Linked DNA regions of Hordeum vulgare: region 2 is linked to region 1. The links are chromatin contacts, called in public Hi-C maps. All regions are on one chromosome and are shown on one strand. Each heading gives the region's core, a stretch centred on a gene start, on an enhancer-like site or on the middle of the called end of the contact. The rest is flanking DNA. Distances are from core to core; before and after follow the strand shown. Region 1 holds the start of LOC123442792 (glycine-rich protein 2-like). Region 2 holds the start of LOC123442808 (PHD finger protein ALFIN-LIKE 5).

Evidence for each region. A called contact is a pair of places that touch in the nucleus more often than the background predicts.
Region 2: a Hi-C map of leaf shows a contact between it and region 1, with 3 times the contacts expected there. The contact joins the promoter of LOC123442808 here to the promoter of LOC123442792 in region 1. A contact is called at or near these places in 2 of 6 Hi-C or Micro-C datasets (leaf and seedling).

What each region holds. Positions count from the first base shown.
Region 1 is chr1H:429,437,924-429,442,407 of MorexV3_pseudomolecules_assembly, reverse strand. LOC123442792 (glycine-rich protein 2-like) reads right to left here and starts at 2,690. Exons shown (of 1, transcript XM_045118936.1): 1 at 1,652-2,690. The coding sequence starts at 2,616. The coding sequence ends at 1,927.
Region 2 is chr1H:429,772,266-429,776,749 of MorexV3_pseudomolecules_assembly, reverse strand. It overlaps LOC123442808 (PHD finger protein ALFIN-LIKE 5), which reads left to right and starts at 2,275. Exons shown (of 5, transcript XM_045118960.1): 1 at 2,275-2,589; 2 at 2,705-2,737. The coding sequence starts at 2,481.

The sequences.
Region 1 (4,484 bases), core at 1,441-3,940:
ATTTAGGAACGGAAGTACATAATAAGCCAATTTCACAGGGCGACCAAATCCTAGATTAATTTTATCCCAACCATTGAGGTCCAAAGGGCTATGGTTCCTCACTTTGATCTCTCAAGTCTACCGCCGAGTTACCTCCGTCCGGATCTCTGGCCAACACACAGTGCAATGCAGACACATAGCAATAGTAGGGTTTTACCTCTTCGGGAAGGGGCGAACCTCTGTAAATCGTTGTCTCTAGTGTGTAGGAAGGAGTTCGAGGCAGTCTTCAGTTCATACTAACCAGCAGAAACCACAACGTGTAGATTGGAGAGAAAACATAGACCAACAACATCGGAGAAACGGGATAAAGATGACCAAATTATACAAGGAATTTGTTGGAGCTCAACGGAAACAAAGTGAGCATGAAAGAAACGGATATGGCAACCTCCATTCCTACAGCATCGCCCTTATTCTGTCGGCCACTCCACCATCCACAAACGAAGCGAAGGCAGGAGGAAACTGGATAGAGCCATAGAGGGGACTAAATCAAGCTCTTTTGACACGAGGGGATTCATGAGGTTTCGAGAGGAAAATCTCCACGAAGACCAGAAACCCCACAGAACCTCGGACGCCCATTTGGTAAGACAGGTTTGCTTAGCCGAATCCCTTCCATGTGTTTCAAAACCCTCCTCCACAAAGGGGTGGAAGCAAATCGAGGATTTGAAAGGATTGGGTGAAAGGAAGTGATTCACCAAATCCCCTCCTTTCCAAACCTCCCCAATCCACTTCTATCAAACAAAGACTTACAGTGAGCTCATCGGCTTGGGATGTTACCGGCAGACCAAAGTTGTTTGCCGTCATCGAAGAGGACGAGGACTGGACTGCAACACCTATGGCGGCCACGAACAGGGCTTGACGATCAGATTACACCACAGACCAAGCCTCGTCCCCGATCAGATTACACCACAGACCGCCATTTTAATGACAAAAAAGACTAGCAAGTACGACTGGAGTGGCCGGATACCTGCCGGCAAAGGTCGAAAGGGTGTACTACATAGAATCTTGGTTTCAGGTGGGAGGGGCTTGAAAAATGCTAAAAAGCTGCAGATAGCAAGTCTTCCTAAGCTACCAAAGATTTATTCAATGGTAGTTCATGTGTTTACTGACATATGCTGGAAGGAGATCCAAAATTTAGGCTGTGATTCTTGGCATCCAAAGTCTAACGCAACACAGTTACAGCCCATTCATCAGCAAGCTAACGTGCCACTAGGCTATGATGGAATGATGGAATTCGCATTACGCTAATCATGGAATGCAGGCGTAATGAAACAGATGCAAAAAAGATTAAGCTAGGCACATTTTGCAAGCCAGGATTAAAGCAAGTGGCGTTTGATGAAGCAACAAACAGCAGTCAGACAAGCAGTTCAGGTCGACGACAGATGCACAAAGTATACTGCTAAGATTTGGAAACATCAACCTGTGCGAGTAGTTTCAACATTACGGATCAATCATGTAATTGCCCTATCAAAACCACCACTGAAACCACAGAAATGGGAGAACAAGAATCCCAAAAATAGCCCACGACTAACCTGAACAAAATATCCAAACTAAACCTTGCAAGCAGGAAGATATATAAGATAAAACAATAGTAACGCGAGATCAGAGATCAATCTTAGACACCAAACTTGACTTCGATAACTTAGTTCATCCAATACATAAGAGATAGATCTGTGTCCTCATCACAGAGACACAACAAAATAACTTGGATCTTTAACGGACAAACCACCAGCAATTCTTCTGGATCCAAGCTCGCATGGAGCAGCACGGGGAAACGCTACGGCGACTAATACTAGTACTGATGGGTATAGGTATGACTTGATGCAGGATCAGGAGATAGGAAAAGGAGCGAAGGGGAAGGGGGCACTCAGATCTGACGGGCTGCGCCGCTTAGTGGGCCTTGTTGGGGCACTCGCGGGAGAAGTGGCCAGACTCGCCGCAGGAGAAGCAGCCGCCACCGCCGCCGCCGCCGCCACCACCACGGCCGCCACCGCCGCCGTAGCCGCCCCCACCGTAGCCGCCGCCACCGCCGCCGCCCTGGGGGCAGTCCCTGGAGATGTGGCCCTCCTCGCCGCACTTGTAGCACTCGCGGCCGCCGCCGCCACCTCCTCCGTAGCCACCGCCGCCGCCCTGGGGGCAGTCCCTGGAGATGTGGCCCTCCTCGCCGCACTTGTAGCACCCACGGCCGCCGCCACCGCCGCCTCCATAACCACCTCCACCGTAGCCGCCGCCACCGCCTCCGTAGCCGCCGCCACCTCCGCCGTAGCCGCCACCGCCACCGCCGTAGCCGCCGCCGCCGCCTCCGTAGCCGCCGCGGCCACCACCGCCATCGCTAGGGCGGGAGCCGCCGGAGAGAGCGCCTCCTCCTGGTGCGGTGACGTCGGAGGCCTTGGTGCGCCCGTCGTCGCCGGTGATGACATCGAACTCGACGACGTCGTTCTCGTTGAGGCTGCGGTAGCCGTCGGACTTGATGGCGGACTGGTGGACGAAGAGGTCCTCGCTGCCGTCCTCCGGGGAGATGAAGCCGAACCCCTTGGTGACGTTGAACCACTTCACGGTTCCCTTGACCCTCGCCCCCATCTTGCGCCGCCGAAAACGAAGGACCAAAACCCTAGCAGGAAACCCTAGATCGGTGTGGATGCGGAGGGAGGATGTGGGGGTGTCGGTATAAATAGGCTGGTTAGTTGGGCTCGTGCAGTAGCTACAATGGCCCAACCACACAGTTAAACTGGGCCTATTGGTTTCCACTGCGCAGACAACAGTGGCCCAAACACTCTCTCAGAGAACTTTTGTTTTCTCAAAATAAGTTTTTGAGAGAACTCGTCACTTAGCTGAGACAGGCCCGCTTGGCACGACCTTAAATATTCTGACACTTTCGTTTTTTTATTATATTTTTTGGTACTTCTATTTTTTAGGTACTGGTGCTTTTGCTCAACAAAAAATATTATCCGGGTGGTCCTTCTCTGAGTGTAGCACGACACAAAATCGTGTGCATCAATTATTTTAGAGAAACTACGATGGTTTATTGATAAACGATGTTCATAGAAATTACTCCTATAAATGATGTTGGAGTATCCGTCTTTCTGGGCTGCTCGAGGGCGGAGAGAACCTCCTAGCCATCCGCGGTAGGGTGGCTTGTGGACGGAGTCTTTTGTAGCAGATGCGGGTCGTCATATGTGCCTCGACGATGTGGTTAGAAGGTTAATGAGTGGTGGATCGAGGGCGCATGATCGTTAGAGTCAGCGTGTGTCCATGACGGATGAACCGAGGGCGCACAATTGCTAAAGTCAGCGTGTGTTCAAGAAGAGTGAACCAGGATCGCCATGCGGTGGATCCTTCATCATGGGTGTCTCACTCGCGGAGGAGCCTCATGGTCGAGCGTCCCGTGGTTGCTTGGCGCGAGGGCCGCTACTCTCGGGGACGATGTGAGTCGTCTGATCTGCCCACACGGGTTGCAGTCGGGTGACCCAACTGAGTGGTCCATGACAAGTGGACCGCCCAATCGCGCCCGGGGCCACTGTCATTGGACGGCGTCGAGCGCGTCCATGTTGGCCTTGTCGCGCGCTGCCTCGAGCGCAACAGCGTGGTCGGACGTGTGTGTTGGCGTCTTCGACCCTTGCGGGGTTGGTCCACACGCACTAGCTGGGGTCGCGTTGCGGTCTCAGCACCGGCTCAATTGTGGGCCCCTTTTCGGGTTCTTCACTGGCCCCATGCGTGTATGTGTGTGAGGCTCGTGTGACGCATCCCCCTCGTGCGTTAACGCTGCATCCAGCTAGCTGTGCGGAAGGTCATCTAGACGTTTGTGTGGAGGGTCGTCCAACCGGTTGTGCGGAGGGTCGTCCAGCCAGCGCGTGTGCCCGGCTAGACGGCAGCAAAAAATGCTGCTATGGCAACTATTTTGGTGCCATGACACAGGTTTGAGAAATGATGTCATGGCAATCATTTTGCTTTGCCATGGCACGAGTTTATTAATTCAGTATAAATTGTCATTTGAATTTACCATGTCTTGTCTAAGATTCTAAAGTGGAAATTTGCTTTCACTTTCACGATGGCACGAGAGACACTCTTCTTCTTGTTGGGAAACGTAATAGAAAACAAACACAAAATTGCCCTACGATTGTACCATGAACACATTTGGACTCCTCTTATGCATCTTCATAGTGTGTGACCTTGTAGCTTCGCTAAAACATTGACATGAACAAAAAACCCTTTGTTCAATGACCAATAGAGGAACTGTGAACGTCCATATTAATCCCTATGGATACAAGAGTGACATTTGAGTGAACCTTTGGTTATCATGAGCTATTCCCTTTGCTTCATGATACTTTACCAACCGCGAGGTGAGATGTATGAGTATCCTCTTGAGTCAAACTAATATCACTATACTCGTCTCCTCGTTACCGGTTTTCTTCTTCTTTCTCTTTGACATGTTCCACCATCCGTGTGAC
Region 2 (4,484 bases), core at 1,026-3,525, 330 kb before region 1:
AATCACCCCCTCTTGATATACTTTAGATCCTACACAAAGAACCAAGGTGGTGTCACGACGGATGTCAAACACCTTAGAAGCACAACCATGACTTTAGGTGAGTCCGCATAATGCATCATCCACCCTTTGCGTCTAGTAAGAATTGACTAGTGGATAACATGAGTCACCATGGACCCTGGGAAGGTGATGTCGAAAAGATGGCGGAGGTGGTGTACATTGCACCCCAAAGGCACATGTTCACAGTAGCGACCAACACTATATCAATATAGCGCCTAAAGTTTTCCCGCCAAGACCAGTCGATGGCACCAACTCCAACTTACACTCAGGTGGATTTCCACGGAAACCCAAGCAACACTTACAAGGGAGAACGACGAACACCGCCACCATTGCTTGGTGAACCATGCCTAGGATTTTCCCAAATGAAAATATTTCAACTAACAACTATGTACAAAATTAGAAATAAACATGTACTTTGGAAAACCAACTAACGGTGGGTCGAGGCATCGAGACAACAAATAAATGATAAACATATACTAAAAATGAAGCAAGTTTTTGTTGTAGAAAAACAGAACACATCGCACCATTTCCAATCAAGCATTTAATATATATATTCAATCTAACCTTTATTTAGTTACCCATTGTGTTATGAAATTTAGACACAAAATCCTTTTCGGACCTTTTTATAAATACATATGTTTACATTCACGCATGTAAAATTACTCCTATGAAGGTATACATACATACCCTTACCGTTATGAAACCTCCAAGGGTCTAGTCGTCAAACATTGAGATTGGCAAAGTCAACACAAGCCTCATATTCGACGTGAACGTCGTCTTCCACTAAATAAATATCGAAAATCCTATTTTCATGTCTAGAATACACCCCAAAGAGGTGTACCAATTTCATAGAAGAAGAGCCAGACGGTAGATACAATGCTAATCGTGTGGTTAGCGATCACATCCAGTCTGCAAGCCATAAATGACGAGGAGGCGGAACATGGAGTACCAAGGTTGTGTCATGATCGAGACAAACACTTCGGAAGTACGACCATGACTTTAGGTGAGTCTAGGTTTAACCCACCCTCTGCATTTTGCGTCTACAAAGAATCGTATAGTGGATAGCATGGCTGGGTGTGGACCCTAGGAACACGATGTTCAAAAGGTGGCGAAGACGACGTATATTGCGCCCAGAGATGCCTATGTCCATGCAACAACTAACATCCTAGCAATACACTGCCCTAAGCCTTACTTATGAAACCAGTCGATGGCACCGGCTCCTATCTCCACTTAGGTGAATCTACGCGGGAACCCACATAGTGTCTCTAGTAGGAAACGACTTCACGTGCCGCCATTGCTAGGACTTCACATGTCCAAAATCGGAGGAAACGACTTCCACTTAGGTAAATCTACGCAGGAACCCACAAAGTGTCTCTAGGCAAGACACATAGTATAAGATTTGGCGAGTCTAGCTTAACACGCCCTCTACCCTTTGTGCTTACGAAGAATCGTCTAGTGGGTAACATGGCTCGACGTGGACCGTGGAAAGATGATGTTGAAAAGGTGACGACGACCATATATATTACGCCCCAAAGGCTTGTGCCTACATCAGCAACTAACATCCTAGCAACACACTACCCTAAGCCTTGATCTTGAGACTAGCCGATGGCATAAACTCCAACTTCCATTCCAAAGGATCTCCACGGCAACCCAAACAACGCCTCCAGGAAGGAACGACGTCGCGCCGCCACCATTTGCTCGATGAAGCAGACCTAGGGTTTCATCAAATGAATGCATTTCAACCAACAACTACATCAAAAATAGAAATAAACTTCAACTTCCATTCCAAAGGAAGGAACGGCGTCGCGCCGTCACCATTTTCTCGATGAAGCAGACCTAGGATTTCATCAAATGAACACATTTCAAGCAACAACTACATCAAAAATAAGAATAAACACGTGCTCCGAAAAGCCAACTCATGGTGAGTCCGAGGCACCAAAACAGCAAAACAAACGATAAACAAACACTAAGAATGAAGCAAGCTTTTTATAGAAAACTTTGCAAAACAGAACCCACCACACCATTTCCAACAAAAACATCTACACCATTTCCAACAAAGACATTGCAAAACAGGAAGCAATTCAAAAGTCAAACCGAGAGGAAAAATGTCCCAGCAAAACTGAATTAGCACGAGCAGACATGGTGACGATAGATTTAGATAGATAGATTCCATAAAGGCTAAAGATATGATGGGCACGCAGTGGCCTGAGCCACTTTGTTGCTGCTGCTGCCGCAAGCCCAAAAGGCACCGCCGGGGCTCAAATCCTCCCGGAAACGAACGCAAATCTCCTCTTCCCAAAATAAAAACCTCACCACTCCTTGTCTGTCTCCCTCTCTCTGTGTCCTCCACCTCCTCGTGCTCTCGCCTCCCTCCCAGCACCCTTCTCGCCGCCGCCGCCGCCGCCCCCTCGCCGGAACCCTAAATGGACGTCGGCGCCGGCGCCGGCGCGCCCTACGCCTCCCGCACGGCGGAGGAGGTCTTCCGCGACTTCCGCGGCCGCCGCGCCGGCATGATCAAGGCCCTCACCCAAGGTATCCGCTCCCCTCTCCCTCCGCTCCTGCTCGCTGCCGGATTTGCCCGCCGGCCCCTCTCCCGTGTCGCTGACGTGCCCCTTTTTGTTTGCTTGGTTGGTGGCTTTTTTTGCAGAAGTGGACAAGTTCTACCAGCTCTGCGACCCCGGTGAGTCCGCTCGATCTCTCCCGGTCTAGGGTTTGGCGCCGCCGGAGCTACCGCCGCCGCTAGGGCTGGGTCGTTTGGTTGCCCCGCTGCGAATTCCGAGGCTAAACTTGCTGAATTATGCGCTCCTGGAGCACTGCGACGGTGGTGGTTCAGCCGCTTTCGTCAATGCGGTGATGAACTGAGGCGTTGCGTGGGATTGGAAGCGTAGACTGGAGGGAGATATGGTTTATTAGTTTCTTATCTGGTGCTTGGAACCTTTGAATTTGTGATACTTCGTTTTTTTTTTGCTTGGTCGTTAGCTCTCCAGAATTTGACGGTAGCCAGAGTTGCAGGGTGGAGGAATTTGGAAAAAAGTCGCGAAGTTCTGAATTAGTGATGTATATATCCGGAGCTTGAGGAGGGTGCTAGGAAAAGTTTCCCGACCGATCAACGGTTGCATCATCGATTCCCAGCGTCCCGGTTGGCATCGACGCAAAGTATAGCAGCGAGTGCTTCGCACTTTTCTCTGCACAAGTTGAGGCAAGAATCGCTGTTTCTGAGCCGTAAGCGTCAGTAGTTAGCGCCTTGCCGTTGGAAGAGATAACGCTTACGAGCCTTTCAAATTTCCTGAAAATATTTTTTATTTTTTAAGCGCCTGGATAAGCGCTTACCATTGTAGATGCCCTTATCTCTTTGTCGGGTTGCTCGTTTCGCGCCTTTTTCCTCCATAAATGCAGTCTAGTTTCATGGGTTCATAGCCTGTATCAAACATGGTTTATCAAGTTCTTATGTTGCTTGGAATGTGATACTTTGTGATTTTTTCTTGGTTGATGGGTTTTGAAAATTTGATGGCAGCCATCATTGAAGGGTGGAGGAATTTGAAAAAAAAAAATGGTGCTGGGAATTTCTGAAATTAATAATGCCCGTGTGGTGTATTGCCTCGTTGTCGGTTTGCTCGTATCGCGGCTTGTTTTCTCCCATAAATGCAGTCTAGGTTCATTGGTTAATAGCCTGTATCAAATATGGTTTATTAAGTTCTTATGTTGCTTGGAACCCTCCAATTTGTGATACTCTTATTTTATTTTTGCCTGGTTATTGTTAGCTCTTCGAGAAATTTGATGGTAGCCATCATTACAGGGCGGAGGAATTTGAACAAAAAAGTGTTGTAAATTTCTGAAATTAGTGATGCCTGTGTGGTGTATTGCCTCGTTGTTGGTTTGCTCATTTCGTGGCTTGTTTCCTCCATAAATGCAGTCCAGGTTCATTGGTTAATAGCCTATATCAAATACGATTTATTAAGTTCTTTTGTTGCTTGGAATCTTCAAATTTGTGATGTTTTTTTTATTTTTGTTTCGTTGTTGTTAGCTCTTCGAGAAATTTGATGGTAGCCATCATTGCAGGGCGGAAGAATTTGAATAAAAAAACTGCTTGGAATTTCTAAATTTGTGATGTCTGTATGGTGTACTGTCTCTTTGTCGGTTTGCTCGTTACACAGCTTTTTCCTCCATAATAAATACAGTAAAGGTTCATGTGCTCACAGTCTGTATGTTATCGTTAGCTCATATGTTTTCGTGAAATTAGGAAGTTTTTAGGTGCCATTGCGCCTTGGGGTGGGGTTAGAAGTGTGAGGCTGCTTCATTTGTGTTCTCTAATAGTGTGTTCTTCTCTTTCTAGCTTGCATAAGAGTCTTATACTCTTATTGATCCTTGGCTTAAACTGAGCAAATTTTGCAAGTTGTATTCAGACAAAATTCCTGTGTATCTTCTAA